4 separate regions of the Sus scrofa genome follow, and regions 2, 3 and 4 are each linked to region 1. The links are chromatin contacts, called in public HiChIP or PLAC-seq maps. All regions are on one chromosome and are shown on one strand. Each heading gives the region's core, a stretch centred on a gene start, on an enhancer-like site or on the middle of the called end of the contact. The rest is flanking DNA. Distances are from core to core; before and after follow the strand shown.

The links. HiChIP or PLAC-seq counts read pairs in DNA pulled down with a chosen protein or histone mark.
Region 2: an H3K27ac HiChIP or PLAC-seq map of alveolar macrophages shows a contact between it and region 1. The contact joins the promoter of WDR33 here to the promoter of PRPF40A in region 1. A contact is called at or near these places in 1 of 5 promoter capture datasets (liver), 1 of 47 Hi-C or Micro-C datasets (heart right ventricle) and 1 of 2 datasets of contacts at active chromatin or transcription factors (alveolar macrophages).
Region 3: an H3K27ac HiChIP or PLAC-seq map of alveolar macrophages shows a contact between it and region 1. The contact joins the promoter of SFT2D3 here to the promoter of PRPF40A in region 1. A contact is called at or near these places in 1 of 5 promoter capture datasets (liver), 6 of 47 Hi-C or Micro-C datasets (heart right ventricle, liver, omental adipose tissue and 2 more) and 2 of 2 datasets of contacts at active chromatin or transcription factors (alveolar macrophages and skeletal muscle).
Region 4: a contact with region 1 is called in an H3K27ac HiChIP or PLAC-seq map of alveolar macrophages. The contact joins the promoter of LIMS2 here to the promoter of PRPF40A in region 1. A contact is called at or near these places in 1 of 5 promoter capture datasets (liver) and 2 of 2 datasets of contacts at active chromatin or transcription factors (alveolar macrophages and skeletal muscle).

The regions. Positions count from the first base shown.
Region 1 is chr15:60,438,113-60,440,657 of Sscrofa11.1, forward strand. It overlaps PRPF40A (pre-mRNA processing factor 40 homolog A), which reads right to left and starts at 1,268. Exons shown (of 26, transcript NM_001244573.1): 1 at 1,095-1,268. The coding sequence starts at 1,259. ARL6IP6 (ADP-ribosylation factor-like protein 6-interacting protein 6) reads left to right here and starts at 1,476. Exons shown (of 4, transcript XM_001926700.7): 1 at 1,476-2,545. The coding sequence starts at 2,527.
Region 2 is chr15:59,518,558-59,521,102 of Sscrofa11.1, forward strand. WDR33 (pre-mRNA 3' end processing protein WDR33) reads left to right here and starts at 1,275. Exons shown (of 22, transcript XM_021075457.1): 1 at 1,275-1,654.
Region 3 is chr15:59,642,141-59,644,685 of Sscrofa11.1, forward strand. It overlaps SFT2D3 (vesicle transport protein SFT2C), which reads right to left and starts at 1,276. Exons shown (of 1, transcript XM_005671832.3): 1 at 1-1,276. The coding sequence starts at 820. The coding sequence ends at 161.
Region 4 is chr15:59,671,225-59,673,769 of Sscrofa11.1, forward strand. LIMS2 (LIM and senescent cell antigen-like-containing domain protein 2) reads left to right here and starts at 1,284. Exons shown (of 9, transcript XM_021076158.1): 1 at 1,284-1,726.

The DNA.
Region 1 (2,545 bases), core at 18-2,517:
TTACAAATTAGCAAAGACCGATAAATGCATCTCAAAAATTAACGAAGACTAATAAATGCTTCTCAAAAATCTGACTTCAACAAGTCAGTTATGCGCATAACATTATATTTGTCTAATATGTGACTAAACTATTGATTCAACATTTACTTTCTGGTCTTAAATCTGCAACTTAGCAAATTTCAGAAAGTGGAAAAAATTAAAATCATTACTGGATACCTAATTCATTTTTTAAAACATGATGATTTAATCAATTACTAAATGGCTTGCTAAAGTGAGAGAATACAGTTTAAACGCCAGCCTAAAAACTATCATGGTGAAAACCACAGCTTTGTCCTACTTCACAGATATAAGACAGCTTATTTTTATTTTATTGCGCCATTTATCCTTACTTTCTACATTGATTTTAAACTTTAAAATGCCGAAGTTACCAAATTAACTCAGATAAGGGCTACCCTTATAAAACACCAACAGTATGGATCCTCAGGAACACTTCACTCTTAATACATAAACATACTACTTACAACAGAATCTTTGAGAAAAATTACTTATGCCAAAAAAAAAAAAAAATCCCAAAGACCGAGGTCTGTCATTCATAGATACTAAAGTAAATAACTAATTCATCCATCTTAACGAGCTCCTATAAAAAGACAACTACTTTCTTTACCTGTGTCTTCATTGTTCCAGGCCTTAAAACCAGGTAACTATCTCCTGCCAATTCTCCCAGCTGTCCTCCCGCTACGGACACCACTAACACAGGTGAAGAAATTCTGGCAGCCTGTTTTAGACTCTACAGAATCAAATCTCCGCCTCCCCAACACGGCTAAGTCAGGCCTACCTCTCCAAAACGCTCACCCCGCCCGCGACCAGCACAACCAACGCGCAACTGCCTAGGCCAAACCCACCAGCAACTTCCAGGGTCCCACTTCCTTTTCTTTGTGCACCCCCGCCCTCCATTTCTCTCCCCCGGAACATATCCCACCATCTCGAGCTCTTCCTTCGTCCACTCTCATCTTCTTCTCCTTTGGGAGAAAGCTTCCTCTCTCTCTGACTCCGTTTTCATTGTGCCGCTTTCCCCTGCCCCACCGATCCCTTACCGAGGGCCGTCTCCTCAGGAAGCCGTCAGCAGAGACCCAAGAGCTGGAGCAGAGGCTTGAGCCGGACAATCTCCGCTCCCCGTCCCCGGGACCCCGCGAGGGAGGATGGCTCTCCATTTCACTCACCATGAGGCCTCCTCGCTCAGCTCCCGTCCCCGGCCTCATCGTCGGGCTCAGACTGCTCCGCCGGCGGCCACTGCCGCTACACATACCAACAAGAAGCGATCTGAGTGGCTGGAGCCCACTGGGGCCAAAGGTTAAAGGCTGCCCTGCGCTACGGGGCGGAACCAGCGGGGCCAATAAGCTGACAGGCTTCTCCGCTGTCCAATCAGACTGCGCTGCCGACACGCAGCTCTTCGGCGATTCGCTCCCAACCTCAGCCTCACTCGGCGTCGCCTGCATGGAGGGGGGAGGGGGACGGAGGAAGTTTCTGTTGCAAGTCCTCTTGGGGAAAAACTCCAGTAACTTACCCCAGGGAAGGGAAGACGTCTGTGTCTCAGCCTCCCGAGCTTAGTTCGCCTCACCCCGAAGGGGGTGGGGCAGTGGGGTTCTGCCACCTTCACCCCCCGCCCGAGTTACGTACGCCCCCACAAACCTGAGGCCGCCTGGGGTGGGGTGGGGTGGTAGGGTGGGGTGGGATGGTAGGGTGGGGGTGGGGGTGGGGAAAGCTTCTAGCGTTAGCGGTGGCCGGATACGCGCGCGCGCGCGCGCGCGGGGGGCGGATCGAGTTGGAGGGAGGGGGCGAAGAAGGCTAGAGGAGGGGTCTTGAGAAGGTTCGATCTCCGTAAGATCCAACTGGGGAGCGGGCGCCGGGATAGGGGAGTGAGGGGAGCCGGAGGCGTGCCAAGCTGCGTGGTGGGAAGTTGTAGTGGGGCGGGGAGAACAAAACGTAAGGGAAGGAGGAATGGGCTGTTAAGGGAGGTGAGGGTGCGGGGTGGTGAACTGCCGTGGAGGGAAGCGGGGGTGGAGGTAGGAGCGAGTGTAAGGCGTAAAAGTGAGAAAACAAATTGAGTCGGTAATGTGTATTAGGGCGCATGGCGGGCGCTAGGACCGGGTGCCACGAAGGTGCGACTTTGGGGCTGCCGGGCCGCGCTCTTGCTTAGAGGCGACGCTGCGATGGCCGAGGTCTCAGGGCGAGACGAACCTGTGCAGGGATAGGGGACTTGACTGCCTTCGGCCTCTTCTTTCCTCCCCTCTGCGCTCTTCTCTGCTCGCCTTCCCTCCTACAGCTTGAGGGTAGTACCCTGATCCTGGGACGCCCAGCCTCTCCAACTCCACAGCACCTTACCCGCCCAGCCGCCCACCCTTGCGCACCCCTGCGCGCCTCTGTCTGGTGGTTTAGGCCGGGGGGGGGCCGTTGATTGGCTGCTGGGACCGCGGGGAGGGGCTGGTGAACAACGCTCGCTCTCTGGGCCTCACTGTCTTTCCCGCCATGTCGTTCGTGGAGAGCG
Region 2 (2,545 bases), core at 25-2,524, 920 kb before region 1:
TTTTAAGATTCTTGATTCATGTTGACTTAAATTTTTTATCCTAAAATTAGAAGGCAACTTGTTTGTTTTAGTTGTATTCTTAACTTTCTATAAATGGGATCATCCAGTGTCTTCTTTTGTGCCTGACAGAAGGAAATTTATGATATTCATCAAGTTTGTTGCATTTATCAGTAGTTACAGACAAACCTTTTTTGTTTTTTTGTTTTTGTTTTTTCTGCTTTTAAGGGCTGCACCCACGGCATATGGAAGTTACCAGGCTGGGGGGCAAATCGGAGCTACAGCTGCAGGCCTATGTCACAGTCACAGCAAGGTGGGATTGGAGCTGCATCTGGGATCTACACCATAGCTCAGGGCAACACTGGATCCTTAACCCACACAGCGAGGCCAGGGATGGAATCAGCATCCTCAGGGATACTGGTCAGATTCCTTTCTGCTGAGCCACAACAGGAACTCCCAGACATACCTTCTTTTATTGTGCTTCACTGCTATTGCCTTTAAAAAAAAAAAAAAAAAACTAAGTGAAAGTTTGTGGCAACCCTGCGTTGTCAGATAAAGGATTTTTTTTTTTTTTTAGCAATAAAGCCTTCTAAAAGTAAGGTGTGTACTTGTTTTAACTTAGTGCTATTGCACACTTAAAGACTACAGTATAGTGCAAATATAACATATGCGCTAGATACCAAAAAATTTGTGATTCACTTTATTTAAATATTAGCTTTATTACAGTTGTGGGGAATAGAACACGCAGTATGTCTGAGATATGTCTGAATTTCCTGTTGCTACATAGTAGCTCACTGCATGACCACATCATAACTTGTTTACACAACTGCTGATGGGCGTTTGAGTTACCAGTGATTATTACAAACAACAACAACAACAACAACAAAAAACTGCTTTAAACATTGCTGTGCATGCCTTTGGTGAACGTATGCACTCAGCCCTCTTGGAATGGGACTACCGAGTCTCAGAGTGGGGGGATGCTAAACTTTAGGAGCGACTGTGTAAAGTTTTCCAAAGTGGTTGCACCTCAGGGCTCAATTTTTATAACCTGGTCTCAACTCTCAGTGAGGAAACGAGATAACCTAGAGGTATCTAAAGTACGAAAACTGTATGCTTGACTCAACTCCGAGCCTTCATTTAAATTCTCAAAATATTCTCAGGCAGGTGCTCTGATTTCACGGATGAATAAACGGGACTGCAGCACCACCCCGAATAAATTTCCTATTCAAATTTTGGAAACCGGGGTATTTTTGAAAGCATCAAGGTTAGCTCACAATGTGAAGAAAACAGGCGAGACCACCCGCTCCTCTTTCCTCCTCGTTCCAGACAGCGCCGATCTCCACTGAGCTGGAACAAAGGAGTTGTTCAGTGAAGCCACGTGGTTTGCAACAAGGTCCCGCCTCTCACCTGCACACATGCGCAGTTTGAACTCTAAAGAGCCCGTCGGCCCAGACGCGCGTGACGTAGTAGCGTATGCCGATGCGTGATGACGCATAGGCGTGCGCTCGGTGGTTCATAGGGGAAGATGGCGGCTGCTCTTTTGGAGGAGTGGGATTGAGACGGGCGGAGGGGGGAGGCCAGGAAGGAGAGACGTTCCCGGCTGTGAAGACCGACATTTCGCTCGCCAGTCATTGGGAGCTCTGCTCAGCCCCGGAGGGTGAGTCTGGCGGCGGCACGGGACCGGTCGCCTGCAGCAGGCGGCGGCACTCTCCGCCATTTTCCATCTCGGCCGTTGCGTGCTTTGGGGGCCTAGAGGGGCGCTTGGGAACAGGTTGGAAGAGCAGAGAGGATCTCTGTCTGGGGCTTTTTGTGGCGGTTTCAGCACTTAGGGGGGAGGGCTTGGAAGCTTGCGGCAGACCGGGAAAGGAGGGCATGGTAGGACTAAAACTCTGACTGGGGACAAGTGACGACTAGAAGACGTAGGTAGTAGTAAGGTTATGGATAAAGCTGTGAAGTTTGGAGGTGGAAGCGCGTTAAACTGAAATTTGGGGCGGGAGTGGAAGGGGTTGGGCCGAGAGTTGAATGAGTGTGGCTTTGAGTGGTTGGTTGAAGGGGTCACGGGAAGTTAGTTAATGAGAAACCTGTAAAACGGCGGAAGGTTTAGTCTCGTAATTATTATGGCTTGAAATCGGCAATTTTCACAGATATAAATCTAAAGCTTGACAGGCATAAAACCCCTGTTCCTCCTTTGGAACAGTTACATTCCTACTTTGTTTGGTTTAGATCATGTTCTCTGAAAATTCTTTAATAACTCCCTGCGCATCTCCAATTTTAAGTTGCCTTTTGGCAACTAGATTTTTAGGTTCTTAGAAAGCGTTCTTTTTTTTAAGGAAAGAAAAAAAAAGTTGGTACTTTGTTGTAAATCCCTGTGGTTGGTAGCTCTTCCGCAGAAAGGAGAAGGAGGCTGGTCGATAGGAATTCCCGTAATTGGATCTGTTTAAATCAAATCAGAAAAGCACAGGTTTTTGATAGAAAAGTCTCTCAAGAATGTTTTAAAGTAATTTCTTAGCAAATGATAGTAGGCTGTTGGAAACTTCGGGAGACATCA
Region 3 (2,545 bases), core at 26-2,525, 800 kb before region 1:
CTCTGGCAAGGAGCATTTGCTCCGCGCGGTCTGGGAACCGGAGGTTGCAGTCCTCGGCTCGGCAGGCGCTGGGCCCCGGTGGCTGGCTTGGCGTGATCTCCCGACAGCGAGTCCCGGAGCAGACGATGCGTCCTTTCCGATGGCGCGGGCCCTAGGCCTCTCACACAGGTAGCGCCTTGGCGAGGGCGGCGCCCGGGCCCAGGCGCCCAAGAGTGAGGCGCAGCGCCGTGCCTGTGCCCCGGGGCAGCAGTCCGCAGAGCCCAGCCAGCAGCGCGGCCACCTGCGCGCAGGCGCCCAGCCCCGTGAGCAACGTACTGCGCAGACCCAGTGCCGCGTACAGCGTAGTTCCCAGCGCGGCCACGTAGAGCAGCGCCGGCCGCGACGGCACCTCCTCGCCGCGCAGCAAACGTTCGCAAGCAGCGCCGCCCCGCAGGATCATGCCGCCCGCTAGGGCCAGCACCGAGCCCAGGGACCAGAGCAGCGCGAACTTGCGGGCGCGCAGCAGCAACACGGGCGCGTAGAGTGCAGCAAGGCCGAAGCAGAGCGCGGCCATTAGCAGGCACACCCCGCTCGCCACCAGCCGCTGAGTGCGCGTCAGGCTTGGCAAGCACGTCGGTCCTGCTGCCGCCGCCGCCGGCTCCGCAGGGCTCTGCGCCCAAGTCCAACGCAGGCCTGCGCGGCCCAACCACGCCCCCGTCGCTCCGGCCCCCGCCTCGGGCTCCTCCTTCTCTTCCGTGGCTAGCAGTGGCTCAGCAGCCGCCTGCCCACCCGCTTTCCCCTGCGCCAGATACTCTTGTAGTTGGCGGTGGAGGTCCGCCATCTTGGACAGCGGCTCCTGGGAGGGGTGGACTGCCGCCCGCTTCCGGTTCTATTCAGTTGCTGTTGGAAACGGTTCGGCCCTCCAGCGGCTGTTGGTCGGCCATGACGGAAGGGGCGGAGCCTGAGGATCTACTGTCTTAGCAGACTACTGTGAAGCTAGTTCTGGAGGTTCCACTTGTGCCGGCACTCGGCAGTCTTTGGTACGGTGTAGGCGCCCTTAAGTCCTGGATAAATCGTGGAAGCATTAAAAGTTGGGGGGGGGGGTGAGTCTGTGCGGCTATGAAAGAACTTGAGGGATACTTAATGTATCTTGACCTAATGGATATCTGTATCCTGTTGAGATGTGCAGTAGTTTTTCCAAGATGTTGCCTTTGGGGGAAATGGGGAGGCTACTCCAGACTTACGTGTTTCTTATAATTACGCTAACCTCTATCTTAATAAATTTAACTTTTTAAAAACCTCACTGCAGGACTTTAGGTAATTTCTTTGGAAAAGCTACAGAGTTGAAGAGTTAACTGGCCACCCCCACCAATTTGCTTTTCTCGCATTTTAGCAGAGGCTTGGCAATATTTTTGAGTCTTTCAAGCGGCATGTCATGTATTTCTTGTCCACCGTTCTGTGTTCCTGACATTTCTGGGTCCCAGTTTCCTGACATGTCAGGTCATTCTGATCTTGCTCTCATCTGGTCTGAGATGGCTGCCTCTAAAGCCAATGGTAAGGGAAACTCAGTCTACAGAGTCTGGCTGTACTAGCGCCTTACCACCTGGTACTGGCTTCCCCTGGGTGACCCCAGCCGATAACAACACTCCTTTGTGCAATATGAAGAGGTAGGTATTAATGGCTTTCTGCTGTTGTTATCTCTGGATTTTCAGTCTGTTATCTGTATAACCAATTTTCCCCATTAAATTCCCATAACATTGTCTGTTTTCCTGAACCAAAACCTGGTCCACTTGTCCAATGAGCAAAGCCACTCTGACACTGTGTTGTGGTGGAGGAAAGAGCAGTGTGTTTTGCAGGGCACCAAGCACTGTGTCTCAGATGACCTGACCCAAGAGGCTTTGCTTTTTCTTTGCTTTTGCTCTTTTCTTTTCTTTCTTGCAGGAACAGTACAAATCAGGAGTTCTTGTCATGGCTCAGCGGAAATGAATCCAACTGTATCCGTGAGGATGCAGGTTCAGTTCCTGACCTTGCCCAGTGGGTTGGTTGCTGTGAGCTGTGGTGTAGGACGAAGATGCAGCTCGGATCCTGTGGTGCTGTTGCAGGCCGGAATCTGTAGCTCTGAATAGACACGTAGCCTGGGATCTTGGATATGCGGAGGGTACAGCCCTAAAGAGCAAAAGCAAGAAAAAAAAAAAAGAAACAGTACAATTCAGTTTCATTTTTTTTTTCTTTTTTCCTAGGGCTGCACCTGCAGCACATGGAAGTTTCCAGGCTAGGGGTCGAGTTGGAGCTGCAGCTGTCAGCCTATGAACCCGCATCCTCATGGGTACTAGTTGGGTTCTTAACCCTCTGAGCCACAATGGGAACTCCCCGTATAGGCTTTTAGGGAAGGATTTTTAAAGGTAGTGTGAGGGGAGGGTTACTGGCTGCATGATTGTGCTCATGCACATTTCTCTGAATGGTTGTTGGTGAGGTAACAGGGTGATGTTTTAGGAATCTCAGTCATCAGCCTTCTGATTCCAACCAGTCTGGGGTCTACATGCTGGTAGTGAACATGCAGTTAACT
Region 4 (2,545 bases), core at 34-2,533, 770 kb before region 1:
GTTTGCCCTTGGCCCAGGGATGAGGGACGCTGGGTGATAGGTGAGAAGCAGAGGGCTCTGGTTTGGCCACAGGCAGATCCTTTTCTGCTGGGCAACCACACAAAGGGAGGCTGCAAGGCTGGAAGGCAGGTGTGGGATCCCCTCCAGGGAGGAAGCAGGTCCCTTTGGTGCTCTGCCTTCTATTTTTCATCCCCTGAATTTCCTACAGGACCCCAATATTTGATTCAGGCACTGCTTATTTCTGGTGCACCGCTTCCAGCACACTTGCCTCTCTCTGTTGGCAGTTATGGAAAGCATTTCTCCTTCAACAGGCAGATGAGCCAAGAAATCATACTTTCTGCTTAATCAGCCATCAAATTAAACAGAATCAGCTAAGACACATTTGCAAAAAGAACAACTGCAAACCACACCGGCTTCAAGATAATCAGCTGCTTAGGGATGGATGCCTTTCTCAAGCTTATTCTGCAGCTATTACACTGCACATTAGTATCAATTCATCTTTCTGAATTCCACTGTTTATTTGTGGGTTGCTATTTCACATGGCCATTTCTCCATAGTCTTTATAGTTGCCAAGAAGTAATGCAATGTTCAGTCAGGTTAACAGACCAGGCTGCTCAGCTCTGTTCCCGCCATGGCATTTGGGCTGCTTCCAGGGATGAGCAACATGCCACTGTCCCCCTAGAAATATCTGCCTTTAGGCAGAGCGAGGGTTTTATTTTGTTTAAGAATTCTTCTCAGACTAAATAGTTCCCTAAGTGGTTTTCTATCACCATTCACTTCAACTGCTCTTCACTTCAACGGCTCTTCTTTAGCATGTCACTAGCGCTTCTTCATAAGACCCAGGGGTACTTGGTTTTCCTCCCCAGCTTCGGTTTGGTTTGTCTTTATAAAGTACCTTTTGCTAAGTTAGGGGACTGCTCACAGATTTGGATGAAATAGTTATCACCTGAGGAGGGCACTGGCCTGGCATCTCAGTATGCAGAATCAGGCTCATGATTCAGAGGGTTGCCCCTCGACCTTGACCTCTCGGGGAAGGGGTACTGCGTGGACCTGGACTCCCCAGTGCCCCGGGATGGAGTCGGTACCCAGGAATGTCTATCTGAGGGGAGCGCGGTGACCTCCTGGTTCTGGGCCAGCGGCGAGGTGGTCTCAGCATCGTCGCTCTCTCCCGCGTTCCCTTAGCCCCGGCACACACGTGTTCCAGCGCGCCCGTGATAGCTCAGGGGGAGCGCCGGGCGGAGCGCGCCGGCGGGGATAGGGGGCTAGTTCGCATTTAATATAACTTCACTCCCTTTTAAAGGAAAGCTATGCCCGGAATCCGGGAGGTGGCGAGCAAAGGAGCCGGGAGGACGTGACCCACGCCCGCTGCAGGCCGCGCTCGGGTGTCCCTAGAGACAAGGCTGCGCGGGTGGCGTGGCCCCCATCCCTGCCTTCCAGCCCTCGGCTCCCATCGCCTTTGCCGCCCCTACCCCTTTCCCCACCCCCATCTAGCGGGAGGGGCGGGCCCACTCCGCCCTCCAGTCCCGGCCCCCACCTCCCGCTCCGCGGGCTGGGCTGGGCTGCGCGGCCGGCTGAGCGGCTCCCGGCCTTTTTTGGGCGTCTCCTCTCTCTGTGCGCGGACCTGCTGGCGGGCGCTCGGCTTTCGGCGGCGGCGGCGGCGGCGGCGGCGGCTCAGGGGGTCCCGACGCGGCCCCGGTTCAGCGCGCGCAGCCACCATGACGGGAAGGTAACTGCCCCCGCCTGCGCCCCTGGGCGGAGGGCGCCGCGGACCTGGGAGTGGGCGCCTGGCTGGGCGGGGCTGCGCGACTGGACCCCCGCCCGCCTGGCCTGGTGCTCCAGCCCCTCCACCCCTACCTCGCGCCGGCGGGTCCCTAGCTCCAGCTGCCCGGGTAGCGGCAGGTGGAGGGTATGTCCTGTTCCCTGCACCTTCGGTGGTGAACGTTGGGGCCGTTACCTCCTGCCCACGGAGAGCGGGCGCCCAGAGGGGCTGGAGACCTGGTCAAGGTCACAGCCAGCTAAAGAGCAAGGCGTCAAAAACTAGGCTGCGGGCTTCTCCCAGATTCCCCTCCCCCAGCCGTGGGAGCCTGGTGAGGCCTCGCCTCCGGAGCCTTGTGTTTCCTCCTCTGTAAACCTGGAATGGCAAAAACGGTAAAAATAGTAAAAGGTCTTTGTGGGGGGCCTGGCCAGAAGCGTCCCCAAACACAAGCTGTACAGGGGTGGGCCAGGGACCCTCCTCATACACCTTGTGGCCATTTCACAGACGAGGTAACAGAGACCACAGAGGCCGAGTGACTCAACAGGCCAGTCACATGTCCACCAGTGGCCGCCCAGTGTTGACCTCTGCAGCCCTTTCTGGTACTGGCCAGTACAAGTGCATGGCTCCTGGCGAGGTAGGAGGGGCTGGTCTGTGAGGCCCTGCCACCGCCTTCCAGCCAAGCCTGGGAGGAGGACACAGGTCTTCTTGACCCCTTGACTTGGGTCTGGCAGGTGGAGGGGACTCTGCAGCTTTGTTAGGGAAAGGGGCTTGGAGAGTCTGTCAGTGCCC